Linked DNA regions of Pan troglodytes: region 1 is linked to region 2. Evidence: chromatin contacts called from public Hi-C data. All regions are on one chromosome and are shown on one strand. Each heading gives the region's core, a stretch centred on a gene start, on an enhancer-like site or on the middle of the called end of the contact. The rest is flanking DNA. Distances are from core to core; before and after follow the strand shown.

Region 1 (7,669 bases), core at 2,599-5,098, 310 kb after region 2:
AAAGAAATCGAAATCCAAACTTACTGCATGTTAACATTTTAATAATGTACTTTCATGTGTTAAAAACCTAAATGTTTCTTGCAACAAAGCATTATCCATAAGTGAATAAAAATAATTTTGACTAATAACAAATTATTCCTATCTTGTAGTTTCTTTGTCAGAATTAAGATTAGCATTATCTATTAATTACTTCTCTGTGGCTTCTATGACACTGTTGTATCCAAGCAAGTAAAGAAGACATTAAGCATTTAGAAACAGCCCTTAGATGTCTATGTCTGTTCTTCAGTGTTAGGAGTAAAAGCAAGCAATGTGTAAACTGATTATTTTTAATAAATGAATCAGAACAGTTCAAAGTCAGATAAGTTATACATTTTAGACTGGGGCAGAAGTCACAAGACCCAGATTCTAGGCTATGATTAGCAGGGCACTTGATCTCTCTGGGCCTGAAGTTTCTCACCTGTTAAATGAAGGATTTAGTTATGCCAAAGGTCCCAAACTTTCTCAGTTCACAGCGTTCCTAGTGTCTCAGTAATTTTTTCATGGTGTTGCAAGCTAAAAGAAACACCTAACAGTTCCATTTATTAAACAGTTAAACCCAAACTTATGTTTGTCTATCCTAACAACTTAGTAGCTATTTAAAAAATAATATACATTAACATTTTTTATTCTTAATGGGATGTGCACATCTGTTGGGCACTTCATAACTTCTCAAACTTTGGAATAAACTTGGAAACCGCTACCCTCATTCCTGTTCTACAGTAATTTTCCCACAGTCCTTGTGTTTTATTACAGCAATTTACAAAAACACAGCCTCACAAAGATACGATGTCAAAAGGAATGAAGTACAATTTAATGTGTAGAAGTTCTGAACTACCTCAAGATAGTGGTTTGCACGGTGTCCAACCGATGTCACTGTGTTGGCCTTGAAAATTTAAAATATCCCATGATAGTGCCCCTGTGAGTTTGTTGTGGTGCTCCTGGGGTGCCTCAGTACATAGTTTAGGAAGCATGGACTACCCTCTGTAAAATACTTCATATAGCTACAATGTGTGTTGTAAACTGTAAAAGACAATTCTGAGGGCCTGAAGTAAGGAGCTGCAGAATTGAAGAGGAGATTAAAAAGTGATACATGCTCAGTCTGCATGAAATTCCCCTTCCTCCCCAGGTCACCTATAAAATGCCTACCTATGCCTCAAAACTCAGCTCAAGCTCCCTCAGGGTAACCTCCCCTTACCAAGTTAAATCCACCTATTATACATTCTCACAGTATTCATTTCACAGTACTTGTCCCAGTTGTAATTATACATTCATTTGTGTAACTATCTGGTTAATTCTTGTCTCTCTCATTAGAATGTAAGCTCTAAGAGGAAAGAACATGTCTGATATCACTACTGTAACCCACAGTGTCTGGTATATTATAGGGGCTAAAATCTTGCTTAGTGAAATGAACTGTGATAGAATAGGTTTAGCATTCATTTTGATTATTTTCCTTTATTCAAGAACAGCTGATATTTATAATAGCATTCCTAAAACATTTTTCTCATACTATTTCGCAGGAGAAAGAAACCCATACACATACAGCTGCATCTGAAACCTCAGAAAGTAAGCTCAACCCAATTGATTAAAAGGATGTTCTTTGGATAAGGTAATCAAATGTTCACCGACTCTTATAGCCAAATTAATTATTATGAGATAAAAATCACGTAACTACAAAAAAAAAAAAAAACTGCTCACAAAAAAGTTTTTAAATCTTTGCAGATGGACACAAACCATACTTTGAGAACCATGTTCCACAGTGCCAATACAGGAAGTTTCTAGATAATGGCAGCTCATTTTTTAAAAATGGCACTACACTATACTGTATTCACATGCCAGCAAAAAGGTTAAGGTAAGTTCATGTCACTATTAAAATAAAATGAATTCTGGGAATTTTGTTGATATTCAATTTTAATCTTAATTATGCAAAGATCTGTTACTTAACTAAGACTATGTAACATAATACAGCATATGACTTCTGGATAATGAAAATAATCCTAAAGTTAAACATAAAAAAATAAGGGTATGAAAGTCAAAATAAGGTAGAAAATGACTGCACCAAATAGCCAACAACCTTAAAAAGGGTAGGATTTTTTTAAATCACTAAATTAAGATTGGTTCATTGCATTTAGTACATCTCTTTTATGAAGAGGAGTTATAAGCTACAGAATCAATAAATTATGTTTTGATATAAATTTTTCACCCTTAAAGTTCCTAGCTAGGAGGAAATTATTCTTTTACACTTACACGTTTCAGATAGAATGGCTATAAGTAAGCACAGATAAATGAAGAAATGAAAGAGAAGGGAAAAATAGAGATGGTTGATTCTGCCTCTGCAATTGCTAATTCATAAACATCAAACTTTCCCAGTGTACACTGTCTTCTTTGGGAATTTGCTCCATCTTTTTCCTTAAACTGAAAGGTGGCTTACTGAGGCTATCACTTTCCTAAAGGTCTCCCCAATACTGCCTAGTTATTTTCTCTTATCACAGGATACAGGGTGGATGTCCATCTACTTCCTTGTTGTCACTTCCCAGATCACTTTTACTTTATGCTCTTCTAAAATTAAAACAAAGATCATCGACCACAAAACACAATTGTTCTTTTGTAGCTCATGCTAGAATACCCTCTGTTACATCTCCTTCATCTTTCTGATCCAAAATTTAGTAGCCTACTATATCTCACCCACTGTCCTTCTTTCCTCCAGCTATGGTAGAGAACTGCTCCTCCAACTTTATGTACATTTGAATCACCTGGGAGTTCTTGTGAACTTCGGGTTCTGATTTAATAAGGACACCCAAAGAGTCTGCATTTCCTGTAACTCTCAAAAGAAGCTGTGGAGTACTCTGAATAGCAAAGCACTGTAAGTGCTGTTTCTGTTAGTATCTAATCTATTAGTCCTAATCTCCCATTTATGCTTTGGCACTCATTCCCTCCTGCTTTCGCTATCTTAATATCTATCATTCCTTCACTGTTCCCTCAGGTTCCCTACATAGTTTATCTCTACCCCCTCTAAGCTGCTCAGTATCGCCCATTAAAGAACTAAACCAAAACTAGAAAACCCTCATTTAACCCTTCACTCCCCCTACATACCATCTGATGTGGATGAGAGCATCCACAGCTAAACTTGGAAGAAAAATTGTCTGCTTGAGGATGCCATTTTGTTATCTTCAGCTCAATCCTGTACCCACTTCAATGTTATTTGCAGGCCCATTACCCCAACACTGCATTCACGAAAGTCATCAGTGACTACACATTGAGAAAACAAGAATGACATTTTCAGTTCTCAACTAATTTGAATTTCTCAACAGCATTCAATATTGTTAATTACTCCCAATATTTTTCCACATGGTCCTCCATGACACAACACATAATAGTCCCCTTATTATCTATTTTCCTGTCTATTGTAAAGACTTCCCCCGCACACCAAAAAAGGTCAAGGAAACTCCTAGCCTTCAAGTCTCAATTCAAATCTGGCCTTCTGAAGCCTCCCCAACTAGGAAAATATACAGTCCCATTGGTTGTCTACCAGTTGTCTACCAGTTAATTGTAATTCTTAGCCACAAGTTAGCTGACCCACCGTCTCTCAAACAGGTGAAGTTAAGCTCAATATTTGGCATATCTTGATATACTTTGTACAGTCTAGCTACAATAAGTTTGCCTATGCACGAAGATGGCTACCGGCGGGGGGGGCGTCCTTACGTCCTACGTCATCACGTGCCGGGATGAGGGTGGGGCCCTCAAGGAAGATGGAATGGAATCCAGATGGGCGGGGGCAAGCAGGACGGGGCGGGGCTACGCGGGATCTGGGCGGGGAGGGGCGGGGCCGGTGAGGGGTCGGGGGTGCTCCTGCTATTCAGCCGGTGCGCGCGGCGGCGGGAGGCAGTGGCTGGGGAGTCCCCTCGACGCTCTGTTCCGAGAGCGTGCCCCGGACCGCCAGCTCAGACCAGGGGCAGCCGTGTAGCCGAACGGAAGCTGGGAGCAGCCGGGACTGGTGGCCGGCGCCCGAGCTCCGCAGGCGGGAAGCACCCAGGATTTGGGAAGTCCCGGGAGCAGCGCGGCGGCACCTCCCTCACCCAAGGGGCCGCGGCGACGGTCACGGGGCGCGGCGCCACCGTGCGCGACCCAGGCCAGGATTCTAAATAGACGGCCCAGGCTCCTCCTCCGCCCGGGCCGCCTCACCTGCGGGCATTGCCGCGCCGCCTCCGCCGGTGTAGACGGCACCTGCGCCGCCTTGCTCGCGGGTCTCCGCCCCTCGCCCCCCCTCACTGCGCCAGGCCCAGGCAGCTCACCTGTACTGGCGCGGGCTGCGGAAGCCTGCGTGAGCCGAGGCGTTGAGGCGCGGCGCCCACGCCACTGTCCCGAGAGGACGCAGGTGGAGCGGGCGCGGCTTCGCGGAACCCGGCGCCGGCCGCCGCTGTCGTCCCAGCCTACACCGGGTTCCGGGGACCCGGCCGCCAGTGCCCGGGGAGTAGCCGCCGCCGTCGGCTGGGCACCATGAACAGCAGCAGCGCCAACATCACCTACGCCAGTCGCAAGCGGCGGAAGCCGGTACAGAAAACGTGAGTGTCCCGAGCGCGTCCTCATCGCGGGGGCTGGGCGCTCAGGCACGCGGGTGCGGGAGGCAGCCCCACCCCGCCCCCAAATCCCTGCGATCCTGGGATTAGGTCCATTCCCGGCACTGCCCGTGGAATCGAGGTTTGGAGGCCGGCTGGGAGACAGAGGACTTGGATTCTCCCGTTTTCAATGATTGCATTTTAAAAATTGTCCTCCCACCCATCCTCTTCCCCCGCACCAGTGCATACACACCCTCTCACATTTGCAACTTTGTTCTTTCTGATTTGGTCCTGATTTGTTGACAGCTCTGATCTGCCTTGGGCTAATGGATTAGTTAGTATAAACCTGTCTTGAAATCTCCTTCCACTTTTAATATCCGCATGGGTTAGGTTAGAGGACGGTCTTAATTCTCATTCTTCGTAGAGTTTGGTAGGGCGAGATGTTTTAAAGAGCTAAACACATGCTGACTTTTACGAAGGGGCTGAGTGCCTCTAAAGGTACTTTTTGGTCCCCACCAACTGGCTTTGTGTTGCGCTCTTACTTACTTATTTGGCAGCAATTTTGTAGCGCTCATCGTGACCATATCGGTAAAGTGGATAGAAGTGGTAGCAGGTGGGAGGGGATGCAACGGACAGGATACGGTGGAGGATTTGTATTCTGCAGACATCTTTTTCGGAAGCTTGCTTATCACTTTTGGGGTGGCTTTAGGGTCTGTAAAATAAAAGATTTAGAACTGCATTTGAGAGAGGTTTTCATTCTTAACGTCTATCTCTAATTCTTTTCCCCTTCAAAGTTTTCTTCTAGTTGAGTGAGTACAAACTTGCTTTTGTCGTTGTCGGTTGATTTTGGTGGAATATTTGTGTGAGATGGCCAATTTTTTGTGTGTGTCAGAAAAAACTATCCGTGCTCAAAACATTACCTGTTGTGAGGTGGTTGTATTCATGTGTTTATTCCAATTTTTTTATTTCTAGATCTCTGAGTTACTTTACCTACATGTGTTTCAAGTTTTCGTAAACAATTTTAAGAACTCTTAAACGTCTTCTCAGACCAAATCAGAAGTGTGCGTTTTGCTTAGACTCCAACTATCACTAATGGGAACCAGAAAAATAACACTTTAAGATTTACATTTAAAACCAGTTATTGGTTTAAAGTTTCATTCTAAAATTTTAGTTTCCTTTCAGAATTTCAGTTATCATAGTTCTTCAGAACTATACTTATGAATTGGCATTAACAGAGGATAATAATCTATAAATAGACTGATTAAAATTTAGAAGTTTTATGGTACAGTGTGTCTTAAGGGAATATTGTCAAACCAGCAGTTTTCTACCTTGGCAGTTTGAGACATCGGTTTATAATACTTTTAATTTTGTAGAATGGTTTCTTATATTAAAGCATGTTTGTCTTATTTGACATTGTCATTGATGGTTAAAGTTGGGAGGCATCCCAAATGTCTGTTCTATGTGTTTATTAATATAATAATACACTTAGCATCATATATAATAGGGGTGTCATGGGTTTTTATGTGTATGGTGAGAAAACATGAAGATCTCCCTGATGTTTTTTTAAGATACTGGGTTTCAGTTAGGGTGTTATCAAAGGACCTGGATGGCTTTGTAAACAAAAACAAATGCCATAATTTTGTATTCATTATACAGTTTAACATTTATGGATTTTGGTTATTTTGCGTAAAATGTACTTTTTATTAGATTATCCTAATATTATACTTACTTAGTCTTTAATATACTTGTATTAATTTCCTATAATATAACAAAAGTATTTTTTCCATTCACCCACATTTTGTTAGCATAGATGTTTATCAGATCTCTGCTGAGCACCATATATTGCTTCTAATCATACAAATGCCTTAAATATTACCAGCTTGCTCTGTAAGAAAAGGCTAGTGCTGGCATTTTCATTATCAAGTGAAAGTGTTTATATAAATTATTTTTACCTGAATGAAAAATTGTTAACTTTATAATGCAGTTAATCAAAGTTTATTTTAGAAATGAAGTCATTGAACTTGGTATTAAATTTGAGTTTTAAAATTAAGCTACCAGTTTGTGGCCTAATGAGCCCCAAAACATGCCAACATTGGGGAAAATAGATCTTGTTTTGAGCTGAAAATGCTATCCAGACCTACTTAACTTTGACCTCTTAAATGAGAGCCATTTTATTTTATTTACAGATAAAATATGCTGTAGCATTATTGTAGGACTGTTTAAAAAGACAGCCAATTAAATATAAATTTTATGGAATATAAGTATTCCATAAAATTTTGGAGTAAAGTAGGTGACAATTGTAACCTGAAGCTCTTTCAATCTTGAGTTGAATTTATTAAGAAAAATCAACCCCCCCTAGTGGCGGCTCTCACATAGAAAATTATCTTTATTAGTAGGAAATACATTTTAAATGTATTCAATTTAATCCCACTGAAGTATCTCCAACATAGTAGACTCTCAATAAATATTTTCTTTCTTTTTGGAGTAATGAAAGTTGGGAAATTAAAGGCTCTGAAGCAACTTTACGTCCAATTCATGTTCCTACCTTCAAGAAGAAAATATCGAAGATAACTTTCATTATAGAATCTACTATAACTTTGCTTAGACTGTTGCCCCATACTGAGTAACCCTACTCAGAAAAAGAGAACAAATCCTGTGTTTATTTTATTCTCTTTGGAAATGAAAGTGTTTGTTTATTTTGTCTCATGAAGATAGTCAAAAAAGCCATTATAGAATTAAATAGAATGTTTTTCCCTAGTGATAATTTTGGATATATTTTTGTATTTTTAAAGTTTTAATCATAAAGAAAAAGTTGTAATGGATTTCACCTTACCTGTACATAGAAAGTTAGCACTGAATGTTGGCAAATAATAGGTGTTGAGAAAAGGGGATCTACACTTTAAAATGATACCAGCTGTAGTGGTGATTAAGCCATTATGAAGTGTCAGAACTGGAAGTCACTTCTGAGCCTTAGCTGATCTTTCTTTAAAATGCATACTGATAAAAACTTTTACTTTTATTAACATATTAATAATATAAAAGCATTGTCTTGCTATTCTTTTTAAATGTCATGAATT
Region 2 (7,065 bases), core at 652-3,151:
GAAAGCACAATCTCAATTTACTAAGCAACCATAACTACGTGGCAAACACACTATATTTTTAATGTGCGCTGTATCCTGGGGGTTAAAGATTATATGTCTCAATTTAACATATTTATTTACTTTCTTTTCCTTTCCTTTTTTCTTCCCTTTCTGCCTCTCTCCTTTTTCCATTCCCTCGCAGTCACTCTTTCTCTTTTTTTTTTTTTTTTGAACCTTCCTTTCTGTTTTCCTCATGGTGCAGTGTTTCAGTGTGACCAGCAGAGGACACTATGCTGCAGCAAGTCTGGGCATCAACTATCTAAAAGATAAATTGCTGATTGAATTCAAAGAAGATAGATTAAAACAAGCTTGTAAATGTTGTTAAATACATGAATGCCTACTGCATTTTAATTATGGTGATTTACATGGACCTACCATGATCACGTACTTCATAAAACAAACTTTGCCTTAATAGCTGCACTTAACGATGTACTCTTTCCTTTATGAGAATTTAATTCTCTGAATATGATACGTTTTTAAAATAAGACAAACTCAAACCAGTTGCCAATAGATCCGCAGCTCCTCCTGAGGTCCTTGTTTTATGGGTCTGTTCTACTGTGTAATTGTTTAGTTTAACTTGGTAAACATGTCAGTTTTCCCAGGATAATTAGGTGGATAAACAAAATGTTCAAAAAGAAATGGAGCCAATTAGACTTTTTATCAAAGACATACACACAAAAAAGACTTTACAAATGAGTGGACTTTTCCTTAGAGGTTTGATCTTAAATTAGAGTTCCTGGAATTTACAAGGGACCAAGGAGGCAGTTTTCCTAAATATAACGAAATCTTAATTATCTGGGGAGGAGAGCAAATGAAAGATACAAACTCTCACATGCTTTGAAATCATACTTGGGTTGGAAATGCAGAGGCATGAGTTCAGTAAGAGCATAATTTTATCCCCACCTGCTCACAGCCACTTTTAAACAGGTTGGGCAACTGGAAGAGAATGCCCTGTGGCTTTGGGTAATTTTCTTAGAGCTAGCTCAAAGTAGACAGGTACCCAACATATTTTTAATACTATTAAATAGGTGGCAGTACCTGTTGTGGACAGTTGTGTGTTGTATAGATGGAGACTTCAACAATTGTTTGTTCTAAAATCAACAGTCCATTAATATATTGGGTGCTCTTTCTGTAGAGCTTAACGGTGTTTTAAGAATCATATCACTTTATTCTATTTCTTATTTTTGGTCATTGAAAATAGACTCTTATTTGGAGTGTAACATATGATCTGACTTCTCTATCCAGATTTTGTCTCATGTTTTCTGCTACTTCTCTATAAAGATAGTTTGGTCCTCAGGTGTTGGTTTATGTTGCTGTGATTCAAGACTTGGTTCTATTAGTACAGAATCCAGACATACGTTTGTTTCTCTTTGAAAAATTTCATAATGTAACCCAGTGAATAAAATATTTACCAATATTTTTTCTTTATCACTTCTTACCACAATTTTTCCTAATTATTATTCTTTTTTAATTCTGGAAAGCCACTCAAATAAAATATCTTCAGAATTAACAAAATAAGTTTCTAAATTTAAGGATTCCCACAATTACCTCCTGATTATATAGTAATATTATATAGATACTGCCACTTCTTCACACTTTAAGCTTGTGTACTTTCTCTAAATTTCTGTATTTTTATGAGCTTCATTTGGGGTGGTAATAAAATATGATCCAAAAAAAAAGCCCTTTTATTCTGTAATTATAGCCTCTGTTTTTCTACATAGTTCTCTGAGGATTTCTTCACCTTGCTTCCAGGCTTGTCTGAATTTCTAACTGCTTTTTCTATTGGTTGTCTCAAAGTCTCAGTATAGTACTAAAGTGCTTTCTATTTGTTGCTATATCCGTTACCACTGACAACCTCAGAAATCTTTGTCTCTTGGGTGCCATAGCAATAGGCTGGACACAGCTACCCAGTGTCTTGTGAGATTAGTTCATCACGCATTTAGGAGAGTAAACTGTTGTTTGACATGTAGGAATTAATAAGTGGGTAGTGTACAAAGCCTTTTGTTTTTATTTGTGGAGAGGACTTTAAAAGGGAAAAACTAGGAACATAGTCTAGGCCATGTATAGAAAAGATTGCTTGACAGTAGTTACGGGTTAATGCCTGAGAGTCCTCATGTTTGAGACTGGTGTGTGCTAAGTGTAATGACGTAATCTGAAGAGAGGGTGGCCGCTTCTCTCAAAATGGTTTTATGCTAGTTCTACCTTTCTAGAGACCCACATCTACACTCAATATTGCAGCCCTTGAACCAGCAATCTAGGGACACATTTTCCAAAGAGTCCTTACATAGTTTGATGTCTTTACAAGGATTTTTAAAAATTTTACATTTTTTTTTTGCTTGTCTTTAAAAAATGAAACAGCTGTATTTTGAATAGAAATTTGAGAATAGCAAGGTATCAATAAATAAATAAAAATCATCCTAAATAAAAAACCAAGGAAAACCCAAAACCCTATTCAAGTTTGAAGATGTAAAAAAATATATATATATATTTGGATAGTTGGGTAGGCAGATGGGCAGAGACATTGCTATAAAAATGTGATCATACTATAGTGCTATTTTAAAATAATGAGTTTACATTTAATTTTACTACAATTTAACAGAAGAAAGAAATGAAGGGAACTGAAGAAAATGCTACACTTCAGATAAAAGTTTCTTTACTATAAAAGGTACTATGCTATAAAGAATCTCAGATTTTTAAAGATACATTTAAAAAACCTACCTATGGGCTGGGTGGCATGGCTCACACCTGTAATCCAGCACTTTGGGAGGCTGAGGCAGGTGGATCATGAGGTCAAGAGATCGAGACCAGGCTGGCCAACATGGTGAAACTCCGTCTGCACTAAAAATACAAAAATTAGCTGGGCGTGGTGGTGTGTGCCACCTGTAGTACCAGCTACTTGGGAGGCTGAGGCAGGAGAATCACTTGAACCCTGGAGGCGGAGGTTGCAGTGAGCCTAGATCACGCCACTGTACTCCAGCCTGGTGACAGTGAGACTCCATCTCAAAAAACAAAACAAAACAAAAAACAATAAACAAAACAAAACTATCTGTGAAAGAAACTCAAATCAATTGGAAATTTCTTCTAAACTCTGGGCTTGATGAATCGATCTCAACTTTTCCTTCTATCTCATGTTCTTGGAATGAATTCTTAACTAGATATGAGTTAATATGAGCCTCTCTTTTTGCAAGAAAAAGGGCTAGTTGCATCACCTAGGAAAAAGGAGACAGACCTTTCCAGCATTATGAACAGGTACCCAGGTGTGAGTAACATTTCAGAGCCCATATCAGATAAGGGTAAACAGACTCTAATTCATTCTTCCCTCCCTCCATTGACTCTCAAAGTGGTAGAAACTCAATAAGGGCTGAAATGGACTGAAGCCAGAGAGAGGTGATCTCTGGATTTTTCCTCCTATATTCCTTGTATTTGGCCTTTATCTGGCCTACGGTTGAATTCAGGAATGACACAAGAAGTTGTGGTTTTCCCCATTGGATAATGGTCATAGAGTCATCCCGGTGACTTCTCCTAAGCTAAGGATAACTATGAGTTAAAGATAACAAAGAAGAATATGGTTTCATCCAAAGGCTTGTTGTCATCTGTGTAAACCCTCAGTGAGGGGGGCTAAGCAATTACCAGTAGTGAGAGGGCAGGGAAGAGAAGCACCTGGCTCCAATATTATCCAGGCAGCCCCTGAAATCTTACAGCCAACCACTTCCCAAGCAGTCTCTCAAAATAGAATCTACTAACAGAGAAGTCAGAAGTTACTCTATGGCCATAGCAACTGGGTTCAGAAATCAAAGAATAGCAGCCATGTTGCTACAGGATCTTGCACCCTTCCATGCTTGCTGGAGGTGGCAAGTGTGAACAATTTAGCATTTTTGTCATTAGGGTTTTTCTGAGGAATATATAATTTTTTTTATCAAAACAGGTGGGAAATCCTAAGTGAATTCACAACTTTTTGTTTGTTTTTTGTTTTCCAAATAAGACTATGAAATCCTCCAATTAAAAAAAAATTTCTGTTCAGCAAAAGGTTTATGAGACCAACCTCAGAAACCAAGCTTCCAAATCTGATGGCAACATTACTAAGTTTATTAAATTCATGGTTTCATTAATAGTGAATTGAGCTGTAAGCAAATGTCATGGGTGGAAAGATCAACAGCATGGTCTCTGTTATATTATATATATATATAAAATATATATATTATATATAGTATATATATACTATATATAGTATATATATAGTATATATATAGTATATATATACTATATATTATATATAGTATATATATACTATATATACTATATATATAGTATATATATACTATATATAATATATAGTATATATATACTATATATAGTATATATAGTATATATATACTATATATATTATGTATATATATAGTGCCTTAATTATATTATGTGGATAATTGCATAAGAACCATGTAGTAATGCTACTGAACAATGGGTACATTGTCCTTTCAAAATGAGGAAGTACACAGTTTCCAATGTTGCCATCACAAGTTGAACTTATGGGGACATTAGGTCCTATGACTTTATCCAGAGAGTTGGATTCATCTCCTGCTAAATGGAAAAAAACTTCAAACTTTATTCCACATCTGTGCTATTCTCACCATATCCTCCTTTGCACGTGTATAACAGGAATCAGAGCTGAAATTTGGACAAAGTCAAAATCTCTATTCAATCTTTAAATACTTAACGAATATTGATTGAAGAACCAGATGATTCTCAAAGATAGTTCTCCCCAAGGATGAGAAATAAATGATCTCAACCTTGTAAATTTTAAGTTTTGTTAGGTGGGATTAGAACAGCCCTTAGCCTAGAGCTAATTTGTCCCCATCTTGAGGTGATATCCTTCTGAATGCTCAATTTGATGTCCTGTGACTTATGAAGTTTCTCCACTTGGGCTGGTGGGAACCCAGTCTATACCTGTCCCCGTGTGATCTTCAAATATTGATCCCGGAGGGGCTTCTTTTGCTAGACTTGCATAGTTTCTCCTCAGTTGTGTGCTGATCAGAATTCAGCTGAAGGCTCAAAAGGGACCCTCTGCACACCCTTGTGTGTGGCTTTCTTTTGGGAATCTGCCTATGAACTCTAGCTGTCTTGGCCTCCCAGCTCTGTTTCCTCAGCTCTGGGACTCTACCAGTCTCCTCCTGGGTTTCTATTCCCCGAACTGTGGCCCAGAAACTCTCTCCAGATAGAAAGCTGGGTCAATGACAGGGACTTCACTTCTTTTTTTTTTGTTTCCTGTCTCTTGGGTCAGTGTCCTATGCTGCCTGATGTCCAATGTCTGGAAATCACAGTTTCATATATTATGTCCATATTTTTAGTTGTTTCATGGGAGGGGATAAATTTAGTCCCTCTTACTCTGTCTTGTCTGGAAATAACCATGTCAATTTTAAATTAGAAAACATTCTTTATTGCTGTCTCTATTAAAAATTGCCTATGACTCCAAACAAATATTATCTTTTACACTGGTGAGTTGGTTTACCATCTTCTGCTTTAGGGTAAGACGTTGCCAAGAGAGAGTGTCAAGTGTCAGAGAGAGTTGACAGGACTCCTTAATGGTACTACAGATGTCTCTAAAAAATTAGTTAGTTACAGGTTGATCACTATGATAAATAGCTCCAGTGTTGAGTTTCACTTCTATTTAAATAAAATAAAATTTAACTTTGAAGATTAAACTTATGGACTTCATTTCATAAGGTCTCTTCTCTCTCTTCTCTCTTTTAGAATAGCTGCATCTCTAGAGCACATAATGATTGCATATTCTCAGAGGTTACTTTTAGGATATGTAATCATTAGCAGATCTGTGAGTGTAAATACAGGTCACTTGATTCTAGGCTTGTGTTTTGCCTTATCCAGTTTATTTTTATTTTTATGTTTTGCCTTATCCAGTTTTAATAACAGGTCCTGGATCATATACTACATATCTAGAAGAAATTAGAGTAGTATCTATACAGATAGATGATGAGACAATAAAATTGAATAGGCTTTATGCTTTCTTTAACTTTCCTTTTGATTCCATTGAAAGCTCTTTTAAGATGTGTTAAACTTAAAACTTATTTGTGGCAAGTGAATGTGGTATGTGTGTCCGTGTATGTACAATGTGTTGAAAATGAAAACATGACTGGCACAGATGACATGAGTGGGAACACTGCAAATTTGGTGAAGTCCTAAGAATTTTAGAAGAAAGAGACTTCTCACAAACAAGGCATGCAACTATACAAAGTAAGGATGTGTGTTAGTTTCTAGAAAAGTTATAAGAAAATGGGAGAAATGTCATATTATTGCTACATCTTTCACATAAAGATACTTTCAATGACCTTTTTTTAAAATTGATTTTTTATTGTATAAACTTAAGGCATACAACTTTAAGCCTTTTAAGCAAAGCTTAAACACACTGTCATTTTGGGAAACAGAAAATACAAATATGAAGAAACAGTAGGTAAAAAAATACTTTGGGATGATGTTAGGAGTCAGGGGACCAGATACAGTGGCTCAATATCTTAAAAAGTCACTTACCTTGTGGTAATCCTGCTATAATCTCACTAGAAATTCGGCAAAGTATCTCTTCATAAGCATTTGTTTTTAATTTAATAGGTCTCCAAATTACTCAGGATAATCAGATCATATTTTGGTTAACCTCGATGTTAACCATGATAAAGCCATTTGGTGCTTATTTTTTATCTAAAAGATGGAATGATTTTTTTTGACTGCCTCTCCTCTTTACAAGTCAATACATTATTTCTTTCTTCTTACAGTTAATCTGAAATTTATTCTGTTTTATAAACCTATGCCAAATAACCCCACTAATAGTAATGTGTTAATTTTTTTCTAATTATTACAGTATTTATAGCTAATGTTATCCAATTATATATATTGGACTGGATACTGCCTTGCTTATGTATGATACTTAAGTTTTGTCAAGTCATTTACAAGGTTCTTGAATACAAAGTCCCTATAGTTTTCTTCTATATATTTTTCTTCTTTCTATTAGCCCACTACTAA

Evidence for each region. A called contact is a pair of places that touch in the nucleus more often than the background predicts.
Region 1: a Hi-C map of stem cell-derived neural progenitor cells shows a contact between it and region 2, with 6 times the contacts expected there. The contact joins the promoter of AHR here to the enhancer-like site in region 2. A contact is called at or near these places in 2 of 7 Hi-C or Micro-C datasets (blood and stem cell-derived neural progenitor cells) and 1 of 1 datasets of contacts at active chromatin or transcription factors (stem cell-derived excitatory neurons).

Annotation. Positions count from the first base shown.
Region 1 is chr6:23,090,739-23,098,407 of NHGRI_mPanTro3-v2.0_pri, forward strand. It overlaps AHR (aryl hydrocarbon receptor), which reads left to right and starts at 3,849. Exons shown (of 11, transcript XM_016957117.4): 1 at 3,849-4,598. The coding sequence starts at 4,534. LOC104007120 (a long non-coding RNA gene) reads right to left here and starts at 5,253. Exons shown (of 2, transcript XR_002944579.3): 1 at 5,139-5,253.
Region 2 is chr6:22,780,175-22,787,239 of NHGRI_mPanTro3-v2.0_pri, forward strand. No RefSeq gene overlaps it. Among named protein-coding and RNA genes, the nearest start is that of AGR3, 100 kb to the left of the region's middle. Within about 2 kb of position 1,902, at least 3 of the 24 cell types and tissues checked have an H3K27ac peak or open chromatin away from gene starts, as enhancers often do. A contact at or near this core is called in stem cell-derived excitatory neurons and stem cell-derived neural progenitor cells, where this site is marked.